3 separate regions of the Zea mays genome follow, and all the other regions are linked to region 3. Evidence: chromatin contacts called from public Hi-C data. All regions are on one chromosome and are shown on one strand. The core of a region is the stretch at or near the end of the contact, and the rest is flanking DNA. Distances in the headings are between cores, read along the strand shown. Region 1 holds the start of LOC103654184 (RING-H2 finger protein ATL13). Region 2 holds the start of LOC103654189. Region 3 holds the start of LOC100274249.

The links. Hi-C and Micro-C count contacts between places; a contact is called where the count stands out from the background.
Region 1: a Hi-C map of leaf shows a contact between it and region 3, with 6 times the contacts expected there. The contact joins the promoter of LOC103654184 here to the promoter of LOC100274249 in region 3. A contact is called at or near these places in 2 of 25 Hi-C or Micro-C datasets (ear and leaf).
Region 2: a contact with region 3 is called in a Hi-C map of ear, with 3 times the contacts expected there. The contact joins the promoter of LOC103654189 here to the promoter of LOC100274249 in region 3. A contact is called at or near these places in 5 of 25 Hi-C or Micro-C datasets (ear, leaf, leaf mesophyll and 2 more).

Annotation. Positions count from the first base shown.
Region 1 is chr4:180,044,509-180,048,992 of Zm-B73-REFERENCE-NAM-5.0, reverse strand. It overlaps LOC103654184 (RING-H2 finger protein ATL13), which reads right to left and starts at 2,366. Exons shown (of 1, transcript XM_008681012.4): 1 at 306-2,366. The coding sequence starts at 1,808. The coding sequence ends at 459.
Region 2 is chr4:180,443,986-180,448,489 of Zm-B73-REFERENCE-NAM-5.0, reverse strand. LOC103654189 reads left to right here and starts at 1,324. Exons shown (of 10, transcript XM_035967448.1): 1 at 1,324-1,697; 2 at 2,950-4,504. The coding sequence starts at 3,706.
Region 3 is chr4:180,286,715-180,291,263 of Zm-B73-REFERENCE-NAM-5.0, reverse strand. LOC100274249 reads right to left here and starts at 1,994. Exons shown (of 12, transcript NM_001148615.1): 1 at 1,678-1,994; 2 at 866-1,134; 3 at 576-790; 4 at 193-216; 5 at 1-101. The coding sequence starts at 1,889.

The DNA of each region.
Region 1 (4,484 bases), core at 1,117-3,616, 240 kb after region 3:
AATTGTCTGGGGCATGCTTCCAGTGTCATCAGCCTATTGAACGATCGGAGCGGCTCCTTTCTTTGGCCCGGACTCCCATCGCGATCCTCTGAATCTCCGAGCAGCAGCGCGAAGGGTCAGATAAACAACGTGTACTGTTTCAGAAGCTATTGCTAGTTGCGCTGCAGGTGTTTGTCTCGGTAGCAGCCGAAAGTTCGTTTCGCTGTTTGTTTTGGTCAGCTCATCGTCGTAGCTCGCCATTGACGGTGGCTTCTGACGAGCCCTGGTGTGCTCGTCGCTGCTAAATGGATCAGGGATCCAACGCGAAAGCGAAAGAAAGAATATTTTTTTCAGAGTCTTTCCTGTTTTACAAATTTCTAGCTATTGCAATCACTACTCGCACTTACCAATGTGCCAAAAGAGCACAAAAGAATTCGTTTGCCTTTGTTCTGTGTGTCTTTCAAACAGTGGCGCGCCGTTCATGAACAGCTCCCGACTCTGCTCTGTTGCCGGCCTCCGACGACCCAGAGCAGGGTCCTCCGGGCGAAGGAGGGCCTCTCCTCCGCCAGCGACGACGCGGCGCTGTTGCCGCCGCCGCCGCTCCCGGCCTCCACGTCCCAGTCGGCCTCGCTCCCGCTCTTCCGGCTCCTGCCGTCTCCCTCGTCCTTGCTCCTCACCGGCCACCGGAACGACACCGCGCGCCTCTCGCCGGCCGCGTCGGGGTCTTTCTTGGACGACGGCACCATCCAGATCTTCGACACCGAGAAGCTGTCCTTGGCGAGCTTCGACATGGTCGCGTCGGAGTCGGACTGCTGCTGCTGCTTGGGCACCGTTGCTGGGAATGGCAGGCGGAGCGAGGTCTCCCCGCGCTTGGACGCGCCCAACTCGCACTCCGACATGGCGCCTCGGCGGCGCGACTTGGAGGCCGCGGGCTTCTTCTTGGGTCCCGGCTTGATCGCCACGCGGAGCGAGGCGCGGTCGTCCATGACGTACTCGTAGGACCCCATGGAGTGGCACCTTCTCTGCCCGAGACCTTCCTCTGCACTGGCACCGCCGTCGCCATCGCCGCTGGTGCCTGCTCCGTCAGCTGCTGCGTCGGCGGCGGTGGCGCTCGCGCTGCCGCTGTTGCCTTCGACGCACACAAACTTCCCCAGCTTCACCTCGACCACCTCCTGCGCCGGCGTGGCCCGGTCGCTTGGCTCGCCGTCGTCGGCATCGTCGTGGGTGGTCCCATCCGCCGACGCGGCCATGTCGCGGGCGCTCCCGGACCCGAGCTGCACCACCACGACGGGGCTGGACAACGTCGGCGAGAGGTCGGCGAGGAGGCTCCGGCGGCAGAGCGGGCAGGTGGAGTGGGACAGCAGCCACGTGTCGATGCACTCGAGGTGGAACGCGTGGCTGCACTGGGGCAGCAGCCGGAGCCGGTCGTCGGGCGAGAACTCGCACAGGCACACGGCGCAGTCGAACGGGTCCTTGGCCTTGGCCTTGCCCTGCCCGCCCCCGCCCCCGCCGACGACGACGCTGCCGTAGAGGAACACCGGGAGCGCGTCGATGGAGGCCTGGTCCACGCCGGCGTCGTGCATGTGGAAGAGCTGCTGCAGCTGGCCCTGGAACGCCGTGACGCTGTCCGCGTCCTCCCGCGCGCGGCGGCGGCGGCGCAGCCGCAGCAGGTGGCGCACCAGCAGGTGCAGCAGGCCGCACACGAAGAAGACGATCGCCAGGATCGCCACGATGAAGGGGATGCTGGGGCTTATCTCGCTCTCCACGTTGTCGAGCGCCGACGCGGGCGGCGGCGGCGGCATCAGCCACGAAGAATTGCCGCCGCTCATTATCCTTGGATCAACCAATCCGTCGCACGGCTCGCCAAGGTACAAGAAGATCACGGGACAAGCTTTGCCTTTGCTTGATGGCAAATCCAAACCACGGAACGGAATGGAATCCTTCCTTTTGGAAAGGAAAAAAAAAACAATAAATTGCCGTACATGTGCTAGGATTTCGGGAAGGATCCGGGCGTGGCCATCGCCGAGGAGGAGCAAGTGTCCTCGAATTCCTGGACCTTTTTCGGGGGCCGGGGGGGCAGGAGGTGGTGGTGGATGGCGAGTTGGCGGCTGAGTGGCGAGTGGCGACGCAACAAAAAGGGAAAAAAGTAGTAGATTAGTTGAGAGAGGAGGGATTGCAGTCAGGATTAGAGAAGGACAGCGTGCAGCATTTAGTTAGGTGTGTGTTAGCAGCGCCGCCTGACCAAAGGCCTGTTGACGTCAGAGACAACAAACAATTCGTGCTGATGATGTTCGTTGATCTGTTGAGATCGACTCCCCATCCCAATTTTCTTTTTGTTGGTTTTGTTTTGTCGGTATTTCTTTTTGGTTTTCTGGTGATTATGTTGATGGATCCGCGGTGCCTAGAACACAGGAGGCGTACTAAAACATTATAACCGGGTTGACTTTTGCTGGGGCCGTCTTCGATTCTGGCTGGAGTGCAGTGTACGTGTACCGTGCGCGCGCGTACAGCAGGACAGGAGAGCCTCCATGGACGGACAACGGACATGCGATGGTTAGACTATGCCCGGCACCTTATCTATCACGTACCGATATTTAAACTTCATTTTACAAACACTTCAATCAACATCTACAATGCAAAATAACATAAAAACGATGTTTTTGAATAAACTATAGATAGACTGCTTCAGACGATCTTCGGTCCTGTTTGGTTCCTTTAGTCACTAGACTAAACTTAGTCGCTAAAGTATCTCGTTTGGTTCCAGTGGCTAAACCGAACTAAAGAGCATCAATTGATGTGAATAATGAATATATTACCCCTATTAATCAGTAGATGTTTGCTGCAACAAGAAAATAGAGAGGACAAATAAGGTAAAAATTATATTTTGGTCCCTTTTAGTCACTCCCTTGTGAATAAAGAACTAAAGTTTAGTCATCCCACTTTAATTACGATGTATGCTTATTTAGAGACTACAAGTGACTAAACTTTACTCACTAAATTTTAGTCAGCCTAAACCAATCGGGGTCTTAGTCTGCACATTGCATACAAACATAAACCACACATACTACGACCCATTGTTAAATCGGAGCCCATGGCTAGCCCAAAGTAGCCGATGCACAACACTACACTACAAGAGCTACAGGCATTTTCGGCGGCCAACTTGTCGGCGTTTCGAGACCGGGGGGTCCCCGAGCCGACGAGTGAGTGTGTCGCGTGCCCCAGCCCAGATGGGTCGAGCGCGTGGGCGAGCGCGAAGGGGGGAGAAGCGAGGTGGCCGGAGACGGGCGTGAGAGAGGTGGAGATCCCGCGGCCTTCATGTTCGTCCCGCGCCCAGGTCGGGTGCGCTTGCAGTAGGGGGGTTACAAGCGTCCACGCGGGTGAGGGAAGCGAGCGGCCCTAAGAGAGCGCCTGTCCCGTCCTCGTCCCACGCGTCCAACCTTCTCTAAGAAGGTCCTGGTCCTCCCTTTTATAGGCGTAAGGAGAGGATCCAGGTGTACAATGGGGGTGTAGCAGAGTGCTACGTGTCTAGCGGAGGGAGAGCTAGCGCCCTAAGTACATGCCAATGTGGCAGCCGGAGAGATCTTGGCACCCTGCTGGCGTGATGTCGTGGCTGTCGGAGGAGCAACGGAGCCTCGCGGAGGGACAGCTGTCGGAGCGGTTGAGTCCTTGCTGACGTTCACCTGCTTCCGTAAGAGAGCTGAGAGCCGCCGTCGTCACAGAGCTTGTGGGGCGCCATCATTGCCCATCTGGCGGAGCTAGCCAGATGCGACACCGGTCTTGTTCTCCATGACCCGAGTCGGCTCGGGGTAGGATGATGATGGCGCTCCCTGTTGACGTGGCGGGCCTGTGCCCTAGGTCGGGCGACGTGGGGGCTCCTCCGAAGCCGAGGTTGAGTCTGTCTTCCGTGGCCGAGGCCGAGCCCGAGCCCCCGGGTCGGGCGAGGCGGAGATCATTCGACAGAGGCCCGGGCGGAGTCCGAGCCCTGGGGTCGGGCGAAGCGGAGTTCGTCGTCTTCCGGGTCTTAGCCCGAGTCCGAGCCCTGGGGTCGGGCGGAGTGGAGTTCGCCGTCTTCCGGGTCTTAGCCCGAGTCCGAGCCCTGGGGTCGGGCGGAGCGGAGTTCGTCGTCTTCCGGGTCTTAGCCCGAGTCCGAGCCCTGGGGTCGGGCGGAGCGGAGTTCGCCGTCTTCCGGGTCTTAGCCCGAGTCCGAGCCCTGGGGTCGGGCGGAGCGGAGTTCGCCGTCTTCCGGGTCTTAGCCCGAGTCCGAGTCCTGGGGTCGGGCGGAGCGGAGTTCGCCGTCTTCCGGGTCTTAGCCCGAGTCCGAGCCCTGGGGTCGGGCGGAGCGGAGTTTCCTATGGCGCCTTTGGCAAGGCCTGACTGCCTGTCAGACTCACTCTGTTGAGTGGCACTGCAGTCGGAGTGGCGCAGGCGGCGCTGTCCTTCTGTCAGACCGGTCAGTGGTGCGGCGGAGTGACGACGGTCACTTCGGCTCTGCCGGGGGGCGCGCG
Region 2 (4,504 bases), core at 75-2,574, 160 kb before region 3:
CGCGGAACCACTTCGAGCGAGGGAAACGTCTCCGCCATCTAGCGACGTCTTCGGCACCAGGTGACTTTGTCGAACTGGTCCCTCGGAGGGCAGATGTTGGAGCGAAGGCAGAAACGCCACCCTTCGCTCGAAGTCTCCGCTGCTTAGCCGCTGCTCTGACAGACAGAGCAGGCAGGGACACCCTTCGCTTGATCGGCACCAGACGAAGACCGGCGACGAAGGCATCCCACAGTGCGGCCTCGTCCAGCTCAGAGGCCCACGTGCGATCCGGCCCATTGTAACGGGCCCTGCGTGGCCGCCGCGTGTTACGGGCCTAATTTGTAAAGGCATCCCTGTAATTACAGTCTGTAACCCTGCTTTATGGGAATATTCTGGGGATAACCTAGGTAGCTGAGGGCACATGCGTCCTTAACACAGGGCGCTGGGCGTTCAGGTACCTATAAATACCCCCGCACAGTGCCCGTGAGAGGCCGGAGAAAACAGAGCTGTTTGCCATCTCACGCGTAACCCTACTGTCCACACTGTTCACCCCCGTTGGCTTTCTTGCGACCGATAGCAATTTCCAACAATAGGATGATGCCTTTTTTCAAAGATTGCATTGGTGCAATAGATGACACTCACGTTGCAGCAGTACCACCCTCACGTGACCAAATTAGGTACATTGGTAGAAATGGAAGGGCAACCTAAAATGTGTTTGCTGTTGTTGATTTTGACCAACGGTCTACATATTCTATTGGAAATAAGGTAAAACTTCCACTAAATAAACAAAATTGAGTGGAGGCCACTGCTCCTAACGTCGGTCCGCCCCTGGTATACGGTATATCGTATACTGTATACGGATGGAGCCCGAGCGCATGCCCACGGAGGTGCGTCCGCCACTGGGATAAAAATAGGATGAGAAAATCCTAAAAAAATTATTAATATCAACGTAAGATGAGTTGGCATGAGAAAAAGTTTCTATAAAAGCAGTGCAACTTTTTTTAAAGATCATAATCATCTGAAGACTTTACGTCATCTGAGTTTAACAAGAAAGTAAACTGGTTTTCAAATACCTTTAATTATTCGAATGCTATTCTATATATAAATCGAGTACGCGTCTAGACGCAGAGACAGTCCTGGTTCTACTCTCGATTTTGGACATAGCCGTTTCCGTTTTCTTCACTAGTGTATTAGCGTTCTAAATTCCTTTTTTGTTTTTAGATAAAAATTATAAATAAAAAAATGGTTAGAGTCTTTTTTTTTCGACCGTTCGCGATCGTTTTCATCGCTAACTAGTAGCCGCACCCCAGTCTATGAAACGACGCCTGGGCATCATCGCCGTACGTGACTGTTCTGTTTCCGTAGCGTGTGCCGCCGCAACACCCAGGCAAGCCCGAGACCAAAAATAACAGAAAGGAGAGCCGCGTGTCCTCCCAGCCACTGCCACCCTTCCCCACCTATCGATCTCGAGTTCTCTCGACCCCACCCGACCCGGAGCCGCACCGCCTCGACCCAGACCGGCGCCGACGAGCCCCAGCGCCCAATGGCGGCGGCTTTCCTCGCCCTGGAGGCCCGCGTGACATGATCCCTGTCCCCCGAGGATGGGAATATCCCCCCTCCACCCTCCCTTCTCGACTCTTCCTCGGGTCTCTCCTTCTCCACCGCCTCGCGCTCCGCAATTGGCTGCTCGTGCTCGCGTGGCCCCGGATCGCCGCCAGGTGCTCCTCTCTCTCTCTCTCTCTCTCTCTCTCTCTCGTGGATTCTCCGAATTGTTTGCTGCTCATCAGTAGTTTTATTTTGTTCTGCTCGCACGTCTCTCCGTTCGTTTTGGCCCTTCCCCTTACTCCGGGGGGATTCAGGAGTGGTTGCTATTTGGTGCGGGGTGGCAGTTTGAGGTTTTGCGGGAGAGGGTGGGTCGAGAATGAGATTCGTGGGAGTCGTGGCATGCGGTTCTGCAGCTCCGCTCGGGGTGCTCCAGCGAGATCGCTCGAGCTCATTCCATGTTTTTTTTTGGAGTCTGATCGCTGGCCTCTGATTTCAGCACGCGCTCGCGTTGCTTGGCTATTGTAACGGAAAGTTGTTCGGCATGCGTCAACTTCGTTTCTTACGTATCTGGATTGATAGGAGTTTATAGGTCATGCAGCTGTATACGTTGTCGAACGACGTAGAGAGACTGGAACCTCGTTCCATTATCTAAGAAAAAGGAATTTAGGTCATTGTTAGAGATCAGTGAAGGCTCAACTTGTGTGGGATCAAAGTTGGGGGCTTTCTTTCCCTCCTCGACAGCAGACAGTCGCATGACAGGAATTCACGTGGGACCAAACAAAATCACAAAATAACCAGACAATACCGTAAAACAAATGTAATAATACATATAGAAACGAGTGATCGTATAATAAAAGTTAGAATTTGAATGAAGAAAAATAAAAAAATATATAAACAAGAAGAAGCAAAGCAAATATACCACGAGGCTATCAATCTTGTTTTAGTTGACTGAGGCAATTGTATCCTTCTAGTTTTTAGCTTCATATTTGTCACCCTTTCCTAGTTGCTTAAAAAGAAAGCAATAAAAGCAATAAGATGTATCCTTTGACTCGTCATACTCCAACCAATCGTAATTCTCACATGTTCTTAAAAATGTATGCGGGGCAAATCTAAGTTCTTGGTTGTCACAACTCACAAACCTTTAAAAAAGTACGCCCTTCTCGCCTTCATCTTGAACATTTTTACCATACTCATCAATTTGTCGTTTTAATGCTGGATCTACAACTATTTCATCCGGATTAGATACCCTTCCAATATTTGATTGTTCTGAAATTCCTATTTACGCAATAAGCATATCTTTCGCATTGTTATTGTCCTAATCACCGGTGGCACAACCCCTTGAAAGTGGTTGTAAAAATCTCCTTATTTATCTAAACAGATAGGAATAATAATCATCAAATGCTATTCTAATTTAGTTATAAACAGGTCCGGGAACAAGAACAAATGTTGCAAGAAGACATGAAATGGGAAAGACCGAGAGAGCAAGAGGGAAAGATACCGTGGATTGGTTGGGCGGTGGCCGGTGCTGCAGCTCATGGAACTTGAATGGTAGGCCAAGCAGGGCGACGCGTTGAGCGGGCCGAGCGTGGGCTGTTTTAGCAGACCGTGGAGTTGGATTGTGGGCCAGGACGGTGGAAGTGGGCTGCTCACTGCAATTTTGGTCCCATATACTTGCTATTTTTATTTCCAATTTTGCAGTATATTCAACGTATATATAAGGATAGAAAAAATTTGAGGTGGGGCCACGACCCACTTTGCCCCCCTGCCCATGACAGCAGATGACTTTTGCATTTTTTTTGGGATCCTTCATTATTGGTGGTCCTTGTTTTTTTGTGGAAAATCGCCGGAGAACTAGGTATGCGGTAGCCTTAGGATTTCCTAAGGTGCCATTGGATGGACTTGCAGAATAAAGCACTCCTATATGCTTTGTGGTAACTGTGTGATTTGGTGACGGAGTTTCGTGTAGATCAGTTATCTGGGTGATGGGGATGCACACTTCACCTTTTTGCTGCCTTCCTTTTAATGCACTAATAACTGTTTTCCCCCTTCCAACAGGAAGTAGCTAATTGGTGCTGGGCATAGGACTTGCTGGATTTCAGTCGTCTGATATACTGAGACTTAGTAGTGCTGATCCAGTGAACCTATCCACACCAACTTGATTACAGTCTCTCTGACACAACTATGGCGCCCTCTGCCGCTGCCCCAGGCATCTCTGAGGCTGAGGGGGCACCACGCATGGCCAAGTTCCTCTGCAGCTTTGGAGGTAGTATCCTTCCCCGACCACTTGATGGCTGTCTTCGATATGTTGGTGGCGAGACAAGGATTGTCATATTGCCGCGTGACATATCATATGCCGACCTAGCTGCACGGATGAGAGATCTCTACAAGGATGCTGATACCATCAAATACCAGCAACCTGATGAGGATCTGGATGCGCTGGTCTCGGTCGTGAATCACGATGATGTGGTGAACATGATGGAGGAGTATGACAAAGTCACTGCCACAGGGGAGGCGTTCACTCGGCTCAGGATCTTCTTATTTTCTCAGCAATTGGATGACAATGCTGCATCAGTGGCTGTGCATTACAATGTAGACGAGCGGGAAACAGAGAGAAGGTATGTAGATGCGCTCAACAGCCTTGGTGATGTTAGGTCACCTTCCTCCCCTGTATCTGTGGAGCAGCTTTTTGGCATCGGAGGCAATGATTCAGGAATTCCTGATTTTGCTGGCTTGAGACATTTGAATGTCCCTCGTCCATCACATGGTCAGAGGTATGGAGAGATGGATTCTCCTTGGAGCCCTGCTTATGTCTCACCAAGCCAGTACAGAGTGCATGACCCGAGGGATTTTCCAATTTCACCGTCATCTGCAAGGTTCCAAGTAGGAGCGGAGGATTTTGATGACAGGATTCCTGACGACTTTGTAAGGCAGTCACCAAAATATCATTATTATGAGGCTCAATCACCATCACATATGGATA
Region 3 (4,549 bases), core at 745-3,244:
TGTTTTCCATCAACATGAATCCCAAGCCAATCAAAACCAGCTTTAGGAAAAATTGATGTGAGGTTATCACCCTCCAAAATGATGAATTCCACACAGTATGACTGCATGCAATAAATGACATGATAAAAGGAAACTTAGTCCTATGTTTTATTTCTATAAAACACTAAACGGCAAATTATGGAAGGTACTTACATATAGCTCGGTATACAAAATAATCTGCACAAAAAAAATCATCAGTGAGTTTTTTCTTTCATATAAATCAAAAGGTTTAGAAAACATTTCATGCATGAATAAAAAACAAAGAGGGATGCAAACTTTTCTAGCCTTGAGGTGCCAAGCATTTCCCAAAAAAAATGGGAGTAAAGAGTTTGAGTAGGTGTCTATCTTTGCCAAATTGTAAACATTCAGATACGGAAGTGATCAAGGTTAGGTGCAGATTGAAAGCGTGTATGAGGGAAAAAATTATCAATAGTTGCTTCTAGGTATTGTGTTTGTTAGGTGCACAGACATCTCTACATACACTTCAAAGATAGTCCTAAAAGATACTCCTTTCATCTAAAGGTACCAAAACTTACAGATATCAACACACGGCCAATTCTTCCAAATGCAGCCTCTCCAATGTCTGGATAACTTGAGATACCATCTTTGCTCTCAAAACAATGTTTTAGAAGAATTCCAGTATAACAGCAAACAATCGCAAAGCATGCTAGAACTGCAAGGCCAGTCCATCCAGCTTCATGAATTGTAAACGGAGTGGAAAGAAGGCCAACACCAGCAAGCACATTAATCCCTGCCAAATAACGAAAAAGAAATATGTATCAAACATGTTCGATAGAGCAAGTAAGTGTATTTCAAATGATGGTACCGTTGAAGACTGTTTGCGTCACATTGCACCCTTGACTAATGTAGATTTCTCCCGTGTGTTGCAATTGAAACGAGACTCTCCCATCTCTCATTGAACCAAGGGTTTTCGGCAAGTTTCTGACAGAATCAGCCTTGGCCGATATTAGAGGTGACTTCAGGTCAGAGCCCAGAATACTGCGACCAAGGTCGAGGAGCGAGTATTTGCTTGTAGAAGAACCTAAGTAACCAAAGCTCGGTGATGCAGCGATTGTGTAGGTGTCAGTTGTTTCCCTGCAAAATAGTGCATATATATCATGATCACATTATCTATACATGCCGATCCACGAATACATTCAACTTGTAGCATTACGACCGGTGCTCATTAATTAAGTATGACCACCACTGGATACTTGCAGATACAGAAATCGTGGGATCTCAGCATGAACACAGCCTCGGTCAATAAAATCTAAAACAGAGGATTTAGAACAGATATTTTTTTTATAAAAAAAAAACAATTTAAAGACTCAACGATCGACGCCATTTTTTGATTGGCTTACTTATATTGAGTTTTGATCGCTTTCTATTTAGAATTATAACAGAGCGGACCTCTACGCACAGGACTTGTAAAACAGTACTACAGACAACAGTCTACCGGTAATATCCTAAAAAAAACAGTCTACCGGTAACAAATACGTACTAATAATAAAATAAATACTAGTGGTAAACAGAACAGAGCGCTGATAATAATTGATTCCTCCGTAATAAACAGAGCAGTAAAAAAATGGTCGCGTACGTAAGCGACGTCCGAGCAACGAATGGGAACAACGCACGCACCTGTAGCTCTGCGGCCACTTTTGGGGCAGGAAGGAGCGCGTCGAACCGACGCCGTCGCGGTCGCTGTCCCGCTCCTCCTCGTCATCGCCCTCCCCGCGGTCCTCCTCGGAGTCGCCGCAGTCCTCGAAGCTGCGGCGCGGGCTCTCCTCGATGCCTCCATCCTCCAGCATCAACTCCTCCTCCTGTTCCTTCCGGGGCTTCTCCGGCGCCATCTCCGATCGCCGCTCGCCCGCCTCTGTTTCTCGCGGGTTCCGCCAGTCGTCACAAGTGGCCCGCAGCGTGGATCGGAATTGCGTAGCGAAGGCGAAGAGATGACGAGGTACGTTTCTGGAAGAGACGAGCTGAGCGGGAAAGCCGGGAAGGCTTTTAATGGCCGCGACAGGATTGGAGCGAACGCGCGTCGCGACAAAGCGGCCAGAGGCGCGCCCTGCCGATCGCTCCTCGGAGCTCGGAAGGAGGTGGGGTGGGCCACGAGGGACGCCACCCGGCCATCGTCTATACTTAGGGATGGCAACGGGGAAATCCCCATCGGGTTTTGGCTCCCCGTACCCGTCCCCGCGACAAAAAAATTTCCCCGCGGGAATCCCCACGAACTCTTGCGGGGGGCATTTCTTCCCCATCCCCGTTCCCCGCGGGGATAAATCCCCATCGGGGATCCCCGTCCCCGCTTAAATTATAATTATGACATACTTTCTTCGTTATTAATATAAAACATTGTCACTTGTATACATTGTCAGATGTTAGAACTCATTATGTGTACATCAAAATAACATATTTGTACAATGAGTTATCTCTTAATAATGTAATTATTTATTTTTATTATTATATATTACATGAAAACATCACCATATATAAGTTTAACGGGTCCCCGCGGGGAATGGGGATGGGGAATGTTTCCCCATCCCCGTCCCCGTTTACCCATCAAGGGAGGATTTTTCCCCGTTTACATCCCCGCGGGGGGAGAACCTTCCCCATCCCCATCCCCTAATGGAGGAATTCCCCGTGGGGAATCGGGGATCAGGGCCCCATTGCCATCTCTATCTATACTCCCGTGTGTCGTACTGTCGTCTCACTCTCACCGGGTGTGGGCCACGGGAGCACGTGGCGCCGCCTAACGTAACGTACCGGCAGAGACGCAGAGAGCGTGGGGAGTGGTCGGGTCGCGGCCATTTTGCTCTATCTGTGATTGGGTCGGCGGCTCTACGTGGTTGTGTTGTGCTGTACATGGTGGTAAAGCTTTGGCAAGTTCCGGGGATGCGCTGGCTTGCTGTTGGCTGGTGCTTGATGAGGACAGCTATATATACATCCCTACTAGTCGGTTACTCGTACGTTGCAACGACTTACAACAATACTCACGTAAACTATTTACCAAATATTTTTTTAAATTTTTTTATTGATTGTCTCTGCTCTCCGTGTAATATTTTTTGATTTGATTAACCGATGTTATTGTTTACTCCATGCAATATATCATGGTATAACACGGCCAATGAAGTGAGCGATTAGAAGAGAGTTCACAACGACTGACTGAACGAACATAGATTATAAAATGACATAATTCCACCATACAGAGACCAAATAAGAGAAAGTTTGTGAGCTCAAGTTTCTAAAATAAGTCACATGAATTCAAACTTATAAAAAAGATGGATCAAAATATGGAGTGATAGCTAAATTCAGGCATCAATAAAAACTGGATGCGCTCCATATAAATTATGATATTTCGTAACAATTACTAACGTTTAAAACCAATAAATAACCTTTCATTTTACTGTTAGTGTGACAAATCATTGTTGCTCCATCCAATTCAGCAACCTCAAACACCATGGAGTCCATTGTGTCAATGTGGTCTCAGAAACAACCTAATGCTTGCAAAAGCCAAGAACGTCGTGCCGTGCTTGGGCTGTAGCCTCGGCCCGATACGATTATATTTTTTTATTTAAAAAAATGTATATACATATATACAATTTATATTCAATATTAAAAACATCTGAGCTTAATGTTCTACTGGTTAGACAGCTTCACCCAGTGTTTCCCGCCCTTGTTCCATCAGGGCATGGGCGAACCCCACCTCATGCACCGTTTTTAACATTTTACGCTGATTTAATCAAATGGACCGACAGGCTGGCCCGTCACAGTCAGCAGGCCAGCATGTCATGCATGGGCCAGAGTTGTGGCCCGCGAGCATCTGGCCCATGCTGGGCCGCCGTTTGGCCATATATAGGCGTGCAACATATTAATTTGAAATAACTGTGAGGGGTTATTTGTAAAAAGATGGCGCGTGACGACAGTTGAAACTGGTGCTTTAAGTATAGTATAGAATTATGGTACGCTTTTAAAGCTTAACTACTCATTATTTTCATTAGAACCAAATAGTTCCACCATCAACTTTTTTACCAACTAACTCCTCTAATGCATTCAAACTTATCCTAAACCTTAGTCTGGTTTCGGAAGACATTGATTTTTTATCAACAATCTGCTCTAGCGCATTCAAACTATAGATGAGTCGTGCTAAATCGACCGACACTAAGCACGACACGAGCACGATTCATATACCGTGTGATTGGTTGCCCGAATAGGCACGACCAGACCCGGCACGTGCGTTGACCACGCTTGAAACCGTGATTGGTTACCTTACATCATCGGTGTAGCCTGCACGCGCGGACGCAACCTAGGCAGGAAACCACCCGTAAGCCTGCATGGACGGAGACGCGAGCGTGCAACCTTCTCTATTGGACTAGGACGAGGCGAGCTGGGCGCCCTCCAGCCCACAAACCAATCACACGGATAGTGTCAGTGTCGGCACGACACGGGCCTAGTGTCGTGTTTGGACCTCCACCCCGTCACCATGGGCTGGCACGAGCATGGCATGATTAGG